Linked DNA regions of Sus scrofa: all the other regions are linked to region 1. Evidence: chromatin contacts called from public HiChIP or PLAC-seq data. All regions are on one chromosome and are shown on one strand. The core of a region is the stretch at or near the end of the contact, and the rest is flanking DNA. Distances in the headings are between cores, read along the strand shown. Region 1 holds the start of ARID1A (AT-rich interactive domain-containing protein 1A). Region 2 holds the start of PIGV (GPI mannosyltransferase 2). Region 3 has its middle 67 kb from the start of ARID1A.

Region 1 (4,981 bases), core at 1,107-3,606:
CCTCATTTGTGTGCAGGACTCAAGACTGTTTGCCAGCTCAGAGGCAGTTTATTAAATAGCCAAGCTCTATTTATGAGGCAGCCTATAATTTGGTTTCTAGGACCTAATGCACCAGGAGAGTTGTTGCCCCTGAGGACTATGAGTGAAAGGAGGGCACTGGTCCATTCCAGTCAGTCAAAGCCTGGCAGGCCTGTTTGGCTCTTGGCTTGGGGGGTGGGGAAAACACCACTCTTAGAGTAATAAGAAGGTGTTGCCTTTTTAGTGTAAGATGCTCTTATGTTGAGTTTAGGTTTTGGAAATTATTCAGTGATCTGTGGCATGGCCAGTACTCTCGGGCCTGCAGAATCTGGAAGTTCTAAGATAATGGTTCTATGTCCATGAAGTCTCTATTTACAAAATCTGAGGGGGAAAAAGGCCCTGGCGTCTAGTAACTAGCTGGTCTGGCTTCTTCCAAGGCAGGTTTGGGTTTGGTGAGGAGCTGGAATCCCCTCTGGCTTTTGTAGCCTGTCATGTCAGAGCATTCCAAGTCAGCCACAGGAGGAAAAGGCTGTTGCTGTTATTTTGTGGGGCCTGTGGATCTGGAGTTTTCTATGTACACCTCCGGTTCATCAGCATCTCTTAGAATGTAAACTCTGAAGACTCTTTACAGCGGAAGATAGAAAACAAGTTGGAGTTGCATCTGTTTTCTGAGTGACCTGTTAGACTGCCCATTTTCTGGAAGGAGAAAATGGTTTCCCTCCATTTGGCCATCCCTCTTCTGCAGTGGTTCCTTTTAACATTCAGGTTCTTCTAGTCCCTGGAGCTTCTGTGGTCTGTTTACAGTCTTACAAGTACTTGTCTTTGGAGACTAGGGCTCAAGTCCCCCTTTGTGGAGCTTGTGTTCTGCTAAAATGCTGTCATGTATCCCCAAAGTAGCTTCAGTGGTGACCATTTTAAGTCAGTGTTAAGATGCTCAGCTTTGATCTCAAACCCATTCTGATATTCTGATCTCATTGTTGGATATGGCACAGCTTAACTGCTTTTTTCCTTTTTAATGTTAAGTAAACAGGCAGCTTTGGGGACTCTGCTACGTTTTAAAGCCACCCTCCTCTGCCCTTTCACAGGGCAGTCTCAAGAAGTCTTAAGATTCTGTAAAATGGGGATAATGGACCTCATGCCCCCAGGGCCTTGTGAGGACCAGCTAATGAGGGCAGAGGAGTGGGAAAACTGAACGTCTGAAACAGTGATCTGTCATTTCATGCAGGTTGCAAAGGGGATAAAAATGTAAGGCTCAGCTGGGTCTTTGGAGCGGGTTTGCAAAAGGCTTTGAAGAAGCAAAGTGCTGTAGAGGTGCTAAGTAGCAGCCAAGAGACCAGGCTGGCTGCCAGGGGGTCAGGCCCGGGCCGAGGCGGCCGCGGTCTCGGGCTCAGGCCAATTTTGCAGCCGCGAGTAAAGTTCACACTGCCCGCTCACCTCCGCGCGGCCTGGAAGGGACCGACCCGGAGAAGGAGGAACGCCGGGAGGGAGGCGACACAGGCTCCGGAGAGGCGTGAGCTCCGGGCCGGGTTTTCCCCGAAGCTTCGGCGGCGGCGCTGCCGAGCGAAAGCGGCAGAGGGCCTGCCGTCGCCGCGGCTGGTTCTCTCCCCTCCTCCTTTGTAAGGGGAAGGGAGCGAGTCCGTTCCACGGCCTGCGCCCGCTCCGCGCTCCGTTCCGGGTTTGCCAGGAGGCCGCGACGGCGCTGGGTAAAATGGCAGTGCTGAGCCTCGTGTCGGAGTGAGGGGGACTCGGAGGAGAGTGGGGCGCTCTAGCCGCTCACTCCGGCCGCCCGCCCGCTCGCTCGCCCGCTGCCGCGCAGCAGCCTCAGCCCGCGCCGAGGCCGGGGAGGGGAGGCAGGACGCCCGGCCCGGCCCACGCTCCGACTCTGCCTCCCGGCGCCGGGGCTGCTGCCGCGCGCCCTCAAGCCCGCCCGTCCCGGGTCCCCCTCCCCCCGCTCCCTCCCTCCCCGCCCCCCTCCCCCTCGCCTCCCTCCCTCCCCTCCCTCCCTCCTCCTTTCTCCGGCAGCAGAAAGCGGAGAGTCACAGCGGGGCCAGGCCCTGGGGAGCGGAGCCTCCACCGCCCCCCTCATTCCCAGGCAAGGGCTTGGGGGGAATGAGCCGGGAGAGCCGGGTCCCGAGCCTACAGAGCCGGGAGCAGCTGAGCCGCCGGCGCCTCGGCCGCCGCCGCCGCCGCCTCCTCCTCCTCCGCCGCCGCCAGCCCGGAGCCTGAGCCGGCGGGGCGGGGGGGAGAGGAGCGAGCGAGCGAGCGCAGCGCAGCAGCGGAGCCCCGCGAGGCCCGCCCGGGCGGGTGGGGAGGGCAGCCCGGGGGACTCGGCCCCGGGGCGGGGTGGGAGGGGGGAGAAGACGAAGACAGGGCCGGGTCTCTCCGCGGACGAGACAGCGGGGATCATGGCCGCGCAGGTCGCCCCCGCCGCCGCCAGCAACCTGGGCAACCCGCCGCCGCCGCCCTCGGAGCTGAAGAAAGCGGAGCAGCAGCAGCGGGAGGAGGCGGGGGGCGAGGCGGCGGCGGCAGCGGCCGAGCGCGGGGAAATGAAGGCAGCCGCCGGGCAGGAAAGCGAGGGCCCCGCCGTGGGGCCGCCGCAGCCACTGGGAAAGGAGCTGCAGGACGGGGCCGAGAGCAATGGGGGTGGCGGCGGCGGCGGCGGCGGAGCCGGCGGTGGCGGCGGCGGGCCCGGTGCGGAGCCGGACCTGAAGAACTCGAACGGGAACGCGGGCCCTAGGCCCGCCCTGAACAATAACCTCACGGAGCCGCCCGGCGGCGGCGGTGGCGGCAGCAGCGATGGGGTGGGGGCGCCTCCTCACTCAGCGGCGGCCGCCTTGCCGCCCCCAGCCTACGGCTTCGGGCAACCCTACGGCCGGAGCCCGTCTGCCGTCGCCGCCGCGGCGGCCGCCGTCTTCCACCAACAACATGGCGGACAACAAAGCCCTGGCCTGGCAGCGCTGCAGAGCGGCGGCGGCGGGGGCCTGGAGCCCTACGCGGGGCCCCAGCAGAACTCGCACGACCACGGCTTCCCCAACCACCAGTACAACTCCTACTACCCCAACCGCAGCGCCTACCCCCCGCCCCCCCAGGCCTACGCGCTGAGCTCCCCGAGAGGTGGCACTCCGGGCTCCGGCGCGGCGGCGGCCGCCGGCTCCAAGCCGCCTCCCTCCTCCAGCGCCTCCGCCTCCTCGTCGTCTTCGTCCTTCGCTCAGCAGCGCTTCGGGGCCATGGGGGGAGGCGGCCCCTCAGCGGCCGGAGGGGGAACCCCCCAACCCACCGCCACCCCCACCCTCAACCAACTGCTCACGTCGCCCAGCTCGGCCCGGGGCTACCAGGGCTACCCTGGGGGCGACTACGGCGGCGGGCCCCAGGACGGAGGCGCGGGCAAGGGCCCGGCGGACATGGCCTCGCAGTGCTGGGGGGCTGCTGCTGCTGCCGCGGCTGTGGCGGCCGCCTCGGGAGGGGCCCAACAAAGGAGCCACCACGCGCCCATGAGCCCTGGGAGCAGCGGCGGCGGGGGGCAGCCGCTCGCCCGGACCCCGCAGGTACATGGCTGAGAGGGGAGGGGGCTGGGGCGAACGGGGTCCTGGGAGTGGGTGGCAGCTGCGGGGAGCAGGCCCGAGCCGTGGGTTACCCCCAGTCCGAGGCCCCCACTGCTGGGGAGCTGCCATTGTCTGGCTCTTCTCTCTTAAAATGGCTGCCTGTCTGCCTTCCTCTCTTTCCCTCCCTTCAGCCTTTGTGTGGGGCTTTCCCAGAAGTGTCTGCTTCCCTTCTCCCTCTACCCTGGTCCCTTCCAGCTCCGGGGGTCTTCAAGGGGGTGCGGGGCAGAGTGTGCAGGAAAGGGCCCAGCCCGAGGTGAGGGGGTGTTGGGGGGTCAGGATAGGGTGTAGGCAGTGCTAGGAGCTCGGGAGTTGGGTGAACAGTTTCTTGCTCACCTGCTGCTCTTCTCTGCCCGCCCCCCCCACCTTCCTCTGGGCCGTCCCCTAAGTGTGCTTTCGAGGAGGGGCCCCTCGGGCTCGGGGGACCTCGAGGTTGGGCAGGGGCCTGCTTGGGGGCAGCTAGAGGCCGGCTGCGGTTCACCCAGGGCAGCCCGGGCCGTCTCCTGTCTTAGTCTCTGTCCGCCCAGTGGCCTGGGCTTCTCCCTGGAAGTGCTGGTAAACAGCTGAGTGATTGGAGTAGTAAGTGCAGATTGCTTTGGTTTGGGATTTGAATTATGGAGGTAAAATCCTTCTGTCAAAGCCAGGAGACAGTTGGTCTTAGGTTGACATCCTATCTGTGATCTGATTGGCTCCCCATCTCCTGCTCTTGGCCATTTATAATTGCCTCTGATGTAATGGTACAACAATCCTGATGAGCTCATAAACTTTTACACTCTGCTTTTCTGCCAGTGATAACCCAAACCATCGCTGCCACTATCTGCTTTTTATTCCAGAGCTGAAATTGGCTGTGACCTTGAGGAGGGAGGTTTAAGCAGCAATACTGTATCAGCAGGAGCAGAGCCCCAGACAGGCTGCCCTTGTTACATTGTGCCTGAAACAAAAGAGGAGGCAGTGGCATTTTGCTTGTACCTTGGATTTATTTTGCTTGTTATGTTTTATGCAGCCTGAAATAGATTCTGTGTTGTCAGAACACTAGCTGAGTTTTTCTCTACAATGGGTTTGCTGTTTGTTTTGGTTTTGTGACTTTCCTGATGGTATAAATGACTTCTTTGATGGCTCTGAAGATGTGTTTGTCTTGAGTAATTTTGACCCTGTTCGCTTTGCAGAATTGAAATTATTTTACTGAGCTTCTTATTGAGTGGCAAATGTGGGATCTTTATCCGAGGGGGTAGGAGAAAACTTTCTGAGAACTGGAAGCTTTCTGAGAGAATTTCATATTCAAGTGTTCTGTTTTAAGGGAGGCTGGCCTCGTTCTTTGTTTACGTGTTGAATCTTGTTAACACTTTCTTTTGTTAATTGAACTT
Region 2 (4,981 bases), core at 1,764-4,263, 80 kb after region 1:
TTTGCTTTTGAGAAGTAAATAGAACCTCGCCAGTAGAGAACCCAGGGGTGTGGCCAGTAGTTCTTTTCCCAGGCTCCTCCCTTCCCACCCCCTAAATGACCTTAACCTTCTTTCATAGCTGGAGAGCAGCCAAGTCCAGCCTAAACAATACTCTCAACCTCATTGGCTCTTTTGCCTTGCAGCTACTACCACCCCCAAGTGGCTAAGGCCCTTCCCACTAGACCTCTCGGTGGGGTCAAGGTTTTGTAACTACTAAAAGGCAAACACCAGAGTTCCCTTGTGGTGCAGCAAGTTAAGGATCCGGTGTTGCTGCAGCGGCCTGGGTCCCTGCTGTGGCACGAGTTCAATCCCTGGCCCAGGAACGTTCACTTGCTTTGCAGGTGGCCATCCTCAAGTGATACATACATGGCTGAGACTTCTGGTAAACGTCCAAGACCTGATTGGTGCCATCCTCTAGTTTCAGGATGGATGCGTCATCCAGCATCCTTGGAAACTGCCAGCGAATGCCCACAAAAAGTATCCACACTAAAAGTACCATAAAGTTCTGGTAAGGCACAGCTGCCTGTCATCAAAGGCATTAGTCCTGCCTGCTAACAGTTGACAGAGTCAGAGGCCAGTATGGTCATTTTTGTCCCATAATGATGTGGCCTCAAAGCCAAGATCAGGATTAGCTGTGCCATCTTTCCCATCAGATTAGAGCCATGGAAAGTTTAGTGTCTGGAAATTGAGTTACTGAGAGATGGCCAAGGCCACATCCAGATGTGGTGACAGAGCAAGGCAAGGCAGCTACGGAGAAATGCACTGTCTAGTTGCTCCAGGGAAGTAAAGTGTTCCATGAGAACTACAAAACTTCCTTCACATCTTCAGTGGGAAAATCATTTGCTCCACTTTTTGTTTAGAGAGTTATAATAGCCCATCTTTATCAGCTCTTTGTTCAGGTCTTTTCAGCTAAGACCTGAATGTAGTGGGCTGGCCAAGGGGTGGTTGGCAGTGAAGCATTTCAAGCATGGTAAACAGCAAGATCAGAGCCAGGCAAGTTCAAGAAACAGAAATGTAACTCTTACATTCTAGGACCCTACTAATAGTAATGCACCGCTTGCATTGTTCAGTTGGGAATTTGAATTATGAGAGTTTTTCTTGGTGGTGTAGGATATTTGCTGCTGCTTTTTTTTTTTTTTTTTTCCTTTGGTATTTCCTTCTTAATATAAGTGGCTGGGTGGTGGAGAATAATTTGGGAGCCCTGGGATACATCTCTGCCTCCCTGGCTCTCCCACAGTGCTGGCCGCTCAGCTGGTTCCCCGTGTAGATACAGGCTCCATTTTAGCTGCAGACTCTAAACGCAGACTGGAGTGAGCTGCCTCCTCCACTACTTACTCACAGCCTTGGAGGCCCAGAACCCCCCTCCCATCCCACCTAGTCTTCTTCCATTCTGATAAGCCAGAGCTTTCAGAGCAGAGATTCAGCTTCCTTGTTTTCCAGTCGGAGCAGGAGCCAGAAAATGAAACAGGAAACAGAGCGGAAGAGGAGGGGGTGGGTAGTTGAGAAGGAAAGGAAGGAGAAATTGCAAGAAAGTAGAGCTGAAGATCTGAAGGATGACAGCTGAGCTTTAGAAAACATTCTGACTTGTCAGAAGAGGCCCCTGTCCTTTTTACAAATAGATTTTTGAGGAAACTTGATGTGGACAGAGGGAACCTTAAGAATGCATGTCTTTCTCACAAAGGAAGGATAGTTCATTTCTCAATTTTGTTTCTGCAAACAGAGTGCTGCTTGGAGCCTCATAGACTTCTAGAGATTCAAGCCACAACCTTAGGCCCCAGTCAGCAGTGTGCCCCACAGCTTTGCTGATTCACTCACATGCCTCTGGAGCTTTTGAGAACAAGGTATGTCACCATAAAACCTGGGAGAAGAGTCTTTTAAACTCCATTTTACCCCTTCTCCTCCAACACACCAGGATGAAAATGTGATTTATCCACCTTAAACGCAACAAAACCTGAGGAAGTTTAGGTCTCAGGACCTAAAATGAGCAATAAAGAATCAAAAGATCCAGTCTCTGGCCCCCCAGAACTGCTGTGGGCTAGTTGTCATTGCTTGGAGAGATAGCAAACAGTTCTTTTGTTCCCACCCTATTAGCTGCTGCGGAAGATAAACCCCTCCCTCAGCCAGGGCTGTGGCCAGAAGCTAACACAGACCCTAGCTTCGTTTGGAGGGCAGATAACTGAAACCACAGAGGGCTTTGGAATCCTGAGAAATGAGAAATCCACCAACGGAGAAGGATTTATTATCTATTTCCTTTAAGGAGGGTGCAAAGTTGTTCTAACAGTTTCCGTTACAGGGGCACCAACTGGCCGCTCCTCCCTAACAGACAGTTTTGTTGAGTTAGCTGCTTCTTCTTTTTTTTTTTTCTTTTTTGGCCCCGCTTCCTACGAGAGAAACTGCTTGAAGGAGTCCCGGGGCGGTGTGGGGGGGTCCTCTAAAGTTTCCTTCACCATCCTCATTAGTCACCTGAGCTGGGGCTGAGGACCGAAGCAGGACAGGTCTTTAGTAGCTGGAGGAGGGGAAAGCCAGGGGGAACCCCCACTTTCTTCACAACCAGGACGCACGGTGCCGCTGCTGGCCACAGAAACCCCAAAAGGCTTCTTTTTCTATTCAAAGAAGAACAGCTATTGCTCCAGGCCCTGTGCTGACCTGTTGTTGCCGAACAGCAGGGAAAGTGCGGCTCGGGCTTCTGCGAAGAGGCCGCAGGGCAGCCCCCAACTCCGAGAGCCTCGGCCCACAGGGCAACTCAGTTGGTGTTTGCGGGGCGGAACTGGGCCAAGAGCATCGACTCTAAGCCAGCAGCCCCGACGGGCTAAATGAAGGCGGGGGAAGGGGCTTGAGGAGTTGGAATTCCTCAGGTGTCACCAAGGCAGGAAGGTGCCAATGCGGGGGTGGGGTGGGGGTGGGGTTGGCGCGGAACCGCGAGATCCTTCGTCCCCGCCCCACTCGCCCGGAGTCAACATGGCCGCCGCGGAGGGGGGCGGGGCAGCTCAGAATCCCGGCAGGAGCGGGGCGGGGCCGCCATCGGCGGAGCCAGTGCGCAGGCGCGACCGCTCGGGGCCCCGGATGGACGAGCTAAGGTTCGGGCCCCGCCTGGGAGGTTGAGAGCAGCGGGTGCCGGGGACCCGGCGCCAGCTTGGGAGCCTAGGAGTTCCAGGGGGAGGGAAGTTGTCAAACGGAGGCCGAGGGAAATGAGGCGGAGGCCGCGAGAAGCGAGGAGCCCCGCCCCTCCGCCATAGCGGCCTCCCAGTGCCGCCTCTTCCTTTACAGCCTGCAGCCCGCCCCTGCCTTCCGGCCCTAGGCCGGACCGGGCCCCACCGGTTCCCTCGGGAGTTAACCGCTGAGCCGTGTCCCCTTTGTGGAGAGGAGATGCCCAGTCCCTGGTTGGGACTACGTCCGAAAAGGAGAACGCGAGAACGGGCTTCGGACCCGGCTGGGCTTGGGAAAGATGGCCTCTGCCTCGCGGCAGCTAGCAAAACCTCTGGTCCTGAGGACCTTGGGTCAGAGCGACCTCCCTACCCCACAGAGGATGTTAATCTTATCCAGAGAAACTAGGGCTCCAATTCCACAGGTTTTCCTATCGGCCCAGATTGGGCCCTCCCTGCCTTGAGTACAAACAGCAAGAGCTTGCGCTGTCAGACAAGTACTGGGCTTGGAGACCCGGCTTGTAATCCAGTTTCTGGAAGACTGCAACCCTTTTGGCAGGAGTGAGGGCTGGTAGACTATGAGGTTTCAGAAGGGAAAAAAAGGAAAAGAAAAGACATTCTCTTTAAATATTGCTTTGGCTGTGCCACCTGACCCCAGCGAGCCTCAGTTTCCACATCCATAAAATGGCGATTGTAATTACACAGGCCTCATGGGGTGTAATGAGATCTCTGGTGGAAAAACTCTGGAGATTTTATTACCCTGGGCATATTTATCTCACAGGAAAACAGGGTAAAACTGGTTGCTCTCTAAGTGCCCTGCCAGTTCAGAATCTGTGATTTCGTTAGAGGGGTTGTTGGGAAGTGAGGCCCTCAATGAGCAGAGAGGGAGCTCACTGGTTTTATTTTCACTCGGTTTACCTGTAAGTTAAGGGTAGGCTGCACGTCTTCTGTTGTCGCTGGGTCTAGAGCTTGACTCTAGAGAGAGGAAAGGAAGAATGGAAGCCTGGTGAAGAGGCAGAGGTGGGTTACGTGCTCTTCTGTTCCCAACTCCTCTGCATGTGGGTGGGAAGTGAAAGAAGGGAAAAAGTGAATAAACGCTAGGATAGGCAACCAGCGGACGTGTGAGGCTGGCTGTGCCTGTTCCCGCGAATCCTTTCGATTCAGCGAGTCAGATATTGGAACTGTTGGGTAGATTCACAAACTACCGCTGCTCTCTGGGGATTTCAGAAGCTTGCTTTTGAACTGAATTTTGATGAGCAAACCCGTTTGGCGTTGGGAGCCCCTCCCTTCCTCCTGGCCTCCTGGTGATGGAGTAAGCAACAGGCGCCCCCTTGTGCTGAGGAAAGAGAACTGTTGCTCATGGCAGGTTTTTCTGGAGATATTGTATTATTTTCCTGTGGCTTTTGTGACTTCTGTCGTTTTGCTCTCAACGTGAGATATGGTGGGAGGAATACTCGGAGCAGTGATTTTTGTATCCGGAGCCAATGAACTGGTGAAGCTGTATCTAGTTCTTGCCAGCTCCACTCAGTCAGAACACAGGCTCAGAATGCCTGTTTGTAATGCTAGGCCCTGAGGGTATAGTTAGGAGCAAAATGGACAAAAGCCCCTGCCCTCATAAAACAACGTAAATAAGCAACAGCAATAAAGATGACCAGGCAGAGTGTAACGAGAGCATATCACATAGTCTAGTGAGGGTCAGAGAAGAATTCCAGAAACAAGTGATACCTAAAAGTTTGATAGGTATTAGCCAGTTGGAAAGAAAAGTTTTCCAGGCCACGTATGTGGCATATGGAAGTTCC
Region 3 (4,981 bases), core at 1,466-3,965, 67 kb before region 1:
GATCTTGTGCCAATTAACCTCTATGACTCAATTTCCTTATCTGTAAAATAGCAGCAACAATTGTACCCACTTCTTACGCCTGTTGTGAGGAGTTCATTCATAAAAGAGCTTAGGACAGTGCCTCTCTCACACATAGTAAAAGACAGATATTATTCTTGCACAGTTGGAAAAAAATGTAAAGGTAGAACAGAAAAGAGATTATTTCTCCCAGGCATTTAGGTTTTTGGCCTGCATCTTTACAAGCCTTAATTCACTGAGCCTTAGTATTGAGGTTTTTGGCTTTATAAGGAAGCAGACACTCAGAAGGAAGCTCAAGAGTCATTTGTGAATGAATGCCCCTCAATCTGGGGCTGGTGAGAAGCGGGATAGAATTGTTATTTAAGAGGAAGAGTAAAGGGTAGAAGAGTTAGAATCTATGGGGCATGAGATCCAGCATGCTCTCTTCCTTTTTTCCCCGGTTGAAACAAACCCACTTTCAGACAAAAATGAGTAAATGTGGCTCTTCATAAGGGTTGTAGAGCTATAGATCTCACCAAAAGAATTAATTAGAGTACAATGGCCAATCTTTTGTGTTTTTTAAATCTCTGGATTAAAAAAAAATGAAAACATGACTTCCTTTCCACCCCTCCCCCCCTAAAACCCCCACTTGTTTAGTCTTGGTCATATAGCAGTTTAGTATAGAATTCTATCCAAAGTCAAAGGTTCCATACAGAAACTTATGTCTGGTTATGTTGTATGGTCTACAGTGTAGCATCTACTAATAGGGGAAATTAGTTTAGGTTGTGTCAAATCGTGTTAAAATACAACATTAAATAAATGCAAAGTGCCCAGAACAAAGAAGGTGATTAAGCTGGTTTAACTACATTCAACCCACTATGCTAAATCCCTGTAGGGCACTTGAGTTAAACAACAAATTTGGTTTCTTGGCCTAAATCCTTTTCTTCAAAGAAATTTTTCTTGTAATTCTGATAAATTTGTTTTCATCTTCATTTCTTAGTCTCTAGGGAAGCTGGGGTGAAAATAACCTGATTGGGTTGCATTTTGGGGAGAGATGGACTGTGAAGAATGGAATTGAAGGAGATCAGTTATACAGCTTAAGAGGCGTTGAAGGAACTGAGGCATGGGAAGTGTGTGATTGTTCAGCCCCAGAAAAAGGCCAGCTAGTGACACCCGGGATGAGGATTTTATCCGGCAGGGAATCAAGTAAGGCTGCGAGGGAGATAATAAGGTGTAATTATAGCAGTGCTGTTAGTGCCTGTTTATGGGGTCTGGCAGCAATTTGGTTGAACACCCCTCATTTTGAGAAATTTGTAATTTGGCAGTAAGAATTCTTGCCTTAAAATTTGGCACAAACCCTCACAGTTTAATATTGCAAAATCTGGGAAATGTTGAAATGTGGCTGCTATTCTAATTGAACTTTTTCAGGCTTTTTCGAATTGGTTTTTTTCCTGTTGGATTCAGAAACAAACGTCTTTTAAAAAGTTCACGAAGGTTTTTTTAAACCACAAACTCAAGTACGCTTACAAGCAGATGTACTGCTGTAAAAAACTCACGACTTACATCTTTGTGTACATACAGAGAGAGAAAAAAAAAAGCTTTCACTTGAAAAACCCGAGTTCCTCCTCTTGGTAGCCCTTTAAAAATTCCCCACAATCAGTATTTTGTTTAATTTCCTTTGAGTCAGAGCGGTACAACGTGGTGTAGCTCTTGGTTTTATCAACCGATTGCTTCCCTCAAGATTATTCACCGTTGTTTTAAAGTAGAAGGGAGGTCACCGAGCTGTAGGGAAATGTGGCCAACTCTGCCTGGGACCAAATTGGCCCAACGGGCTTCTCTAACGAAGTTTTCTGACAGGAAACCAGTCAGTTCTTATAAGCCTCGGCTCTGGTTCCCACGGCCAGGGCGGCTGCGGCGCCCCCCACGCCCCTCTCGGGGCCGGGCAGGACCGTGGGGTGCGGGGCGCTATGGGCAGCAGGGGGCAGCAGCGGGAACCCGTTGTTCTCCAGGCGGGGGGTGGGGGTGGGGGTGGGGGTGGGGCGGGAAGCCACCCCCCTCCTCGTTTCCGTACCCTCCCCTCCCCCTCTCGCGCCTTCCCTCCCCTCCCCGCCGGGAGGAGGGCGGGGGCGCGGAGCCTCCCCCGGGACAGGGGGCGTGTGCGCCCCCTCCGTTCCCCTCCCCCGGCCGGGCTCTCCTGGCTCCCCGAGGCGGGAGTTTCCAGGAAGAGCTCAGAGCGTGGCCGCACTACCGGGCGCACGGAGACGTCAAGTAGTCCCTCAGAGCGACGTGATTTGAGAATTCTAGCTGCCAGGGACTGTCGGAGTTGGAACTCCGAAAAGAGAGCGAATGTCTGCTTAGTCTGAGGAGCTCAGGGAAAGAGGTCCGAGCTCCCACTTTCCATTCTTGGAGAAAGATGTGGGAGGGGGAGGCGGAACGAGTTCCGGCGGAGGGCTCGGACGCGCCGGGTGGAGTGAAACGCCGCGCGGTCGAAGCGCTCACAGAGTTAAAGTGGGCGGGAAAACCCGGAGCGGACTCTCCCTGACACGCCCAGGACCTCCCGCCCCATTCTTCGTGGGGGAGGGGAACGAAAAGAGCAAAGGAGGGAAACGAGTTCCCTCTCCCTGCCTCCTAAATCCCCACTGAAGAAACAAGTGGTAACCCGCCTCCTCGAGAGACGCGCAGCAAGACTGCCAGGTCCCGGCGGGGAGGGGCCCCGTGGCTCCACCTCCTGTAACGTCCGCACCGTCGGCGCTAGGCGCGCGCTCAGAAGCCCAGGCCCGCGACCTGGAGGAGTTGGGCGCGCGCATGCGTGCGGTGGGCGCGCGCTTCCCGCCCCTTTCCTGAGCGCATTCGCTTCCCCCCTCCCCCCACGTTCCTCAGCCGCCACCTCAGAGTCTCCCCCGCACCCAGCCCTCTCTCCGGGGGAGGTGGCTTGTCTTGCCCATCCACTGACTAACCCCTTCACCCCAGCTTTGCCCCGCCTCCCCTGAGCTCTGGTACTAACTCCGCAGCTAGGGCTCGGCTTTCACATTCCCGCCTCCGCCTTCTGTCTCCCCTCCCTACCCTGAAGCACTTCCTGCAAACTGCCCTGTTCTCGCTCCTCTCGGCGCCGCCTCCTCCCTGTCCTAACTGGATGGCTGCTTTCACATTGGGGCTGCGGGTAGTAATTCCTGTACTCTTCCTCTCTACGGTAGCGATCGCCTGCTCCATTTTACAGAGGGGAAAGTTGAGGTCTAGAGCGCGGACAGGCTGGACTCTAAAGGCCCATCGAGTTGTTCCCAAAATCAGGCACCGTAACCGACACTGCAAGGAGTAACTCTCGACATCCTACAATTTAAACCACGTAGGAAAGCCAGTTCCCTCGTCTTTCTTTTGGGACCTTCAATCCTTCCGGAGACCACCCCAGCCCAGTTGGCAAACGCCATAGAAACAGTTTATCCCAAATCAACTGTGTAGCAATTACTAAATTAGAAGAAGGGCCAAGTCCAGATCTTAGCAGGCACAAGGAGCTTTTAGAGGTGATGCATTTATTTGTTCAATGCAAAGTTTTTTTAACACAACGTGTAATGTTTTCTCTTAGATTAGGTAATTCTCTTATTCCTCCTCCCATCTGAGAGCTGTCATTCTTTTGGTTTTGAAAACATTTTGACAATTTGTCCCCTCAAGTAAAAATGACAAAAAATTTACCATTTTATTTTAAATGATAACTTTTTTGTTAAAGCGGTTGGTTACTTATTCCTGAATTCCACACCTCAGTCCCCAAAATCATCTCTGCCCTGAGCTTCAGCTCTGGATTAAAGTTATCTCCAGTTGGTGAGAGGCTTGTAAAATATAGCAGAATATATATATATATTTTATTTTTTTAGGGCCACAACCACTGTATATGTAATTTCCCAGGTCAGGGTTCAAATCAGAGCTACAGCCGCTGGCCTACCCCACAGCAATGCAGGATTCGAGCTACCACCACAGCTCATGGCAATGCCAGATCCCTAACCCACTGAGTGAGGCAGGGATGGAACCCACATTCTAATGGATTCTAGTCCAGTTCATTAACTGCTGAGCCATGAAGGGAACTCTTTTTTTTTTTTTCTTCAATATCATAGAGAATCTTGGGGCACTGTCCTTGTAAACTTTTTGTGTATCACAAACTTTAAAACTGTAAGTGGGAATTAAAGGAAACAGGGGACTTGTGTAATTTTATGTATATCTGACGGTTCATTATTTTCAGATTCAATTTTTTTTTTTTTTTTTTTTTTGCTTTTTAGGGCCACACCCACACCATATGAAGTTTCCCAGACTAGGGGGTCTAATCAGAGCTACTCCTGCTCTGGAGCTACACCGGATCCGAACTGCATCTGTGACCTACATCACAGCTCAGAGCAATCCCAGATCCTTAACCCTTTGAGCAAGGCCAGGGATAGAACCCACAACCTCATGGTTCCTAGTCAGATTCGTTTCTGCTGCGCCATGATGGGAACTCCCAGATTCGAATGTTGAGAGTCTCATTCTAAGCATTGTAAATATGATTCCGTTTTGCCATTTTGTTTTCTTTATTTTTTGTTTGTTCTTAGGGTTTTTTGGAGGGTTTTCTTGTTTTTGTTTTTTTGGCCAAGCCCACAGCATGTGGAAGTTCCTGGGTCAGGGATCAAACCCATGCCACTGCAGCCTCCGGAGCAGCTGCAGTGACAACACGGGATCCTTAAGCCACTGCAACACAAGAGAACTCCTGTTTTGTTTTCTTTCTTTTTTTTTTTTTTTTTTTTTTTTTTTTTTGTCTTTTTGCTGTTTCTTGGGCCGCTCCTGCGGCATATAGAGGTTCCCAGGCTAGGGGTCAAATTGGAGCTGTAGCCACCGGCCTCCTCCAGAGCCACAGCAACACAGGATCCGAGCCGCGTCTGCAACCTACACCACAGCTCACGGCAACGCCTGATCGTTAACCCACTGAGCAAGGGCAGGGACCGAACCCTCAACCTCATGGTTCCTA

Evidence for each region. HiChIP or PLAC-seq counts read pairs in DNA pulled down with a chosen protein or histone mark.
Region 2: a contact with region 1 is called in an H3K27ac HiChIP or PLAC-seq map of skeletal muscle. The contact joins the promoter of PIGV here to the promoter of ARID1A in region 1. A contact is called at or near these places in 5 of 5 promoter capture datasets (fetal liver, fetal skeletal muscle, liver and 1 more), 30 of 47 Hi-C or Micro-C datasets (adipocytes, adipose tissue, alveolar macrophages and 15 more) and 2 of 2 datasets of contacts at active chromatin or transcription factors (alveolar macrophages and skeletal muscle).
Region 3: a contact with region 1 is called in an H3K27ac HiChIP or PLAC-seq map of skeletal muscle. The contact joins the enhancer-like site here to the promoter of ARID1A in region 1. A contact is called at or near these places in 4 of 5 promoter capture datasets (fetal liver, fetal skeletal muscle, liver and 1 more), 32 of 47 Hi-C or Micro-C datasets (alveolar macrophages, blood, brain and 15 more) and 2 of 2 datasets of contacts at active chromatin or transcription factors (alveolar macrophages and skeletal muscle).

What each region holds. Positions count from the first base shown.
Region 1 is chr6:84,047,373-84,052,353 of Sscrofa11.1, forward strand. It overlaps ARID1A (AT-rich interactive domain-containing protein 1A), which reads left to right and starts at 2,357. Exons shown (of 20, transcript XM_021095630.1): 1 at 2,357-3,563. The coding sequence starts at 2,424.
Region 2 is chr6:84,126,898-84,131,878 of Sscrofa11.1, forward strand. It overlaps PIGV (GPI mannosyltransferase 2), which reads left to right and starts at 3,014. Exons shown (of 4, transcript XM_003356221.4): 1 at 3,014-3,116.
Region 3 is chr6:83,980,441-83,985,421 of Sscrofa11.1, forward strand. No RefSeq gene overlaps it. Among named protein-coding and RNA genes, the nearest start is that of ARID1A, 67 kb to the right of the region's middle. Within about 2 kb of position 2,716, at least 82 of the 83 cell types and tissues checked have an H3K27ac peak or open chromatin away from gene starts, as enhancers often do. A contact at or near this core is called in alveolar macrophages, brain, differentiating spermatogonia and 11 more, where this site is marked.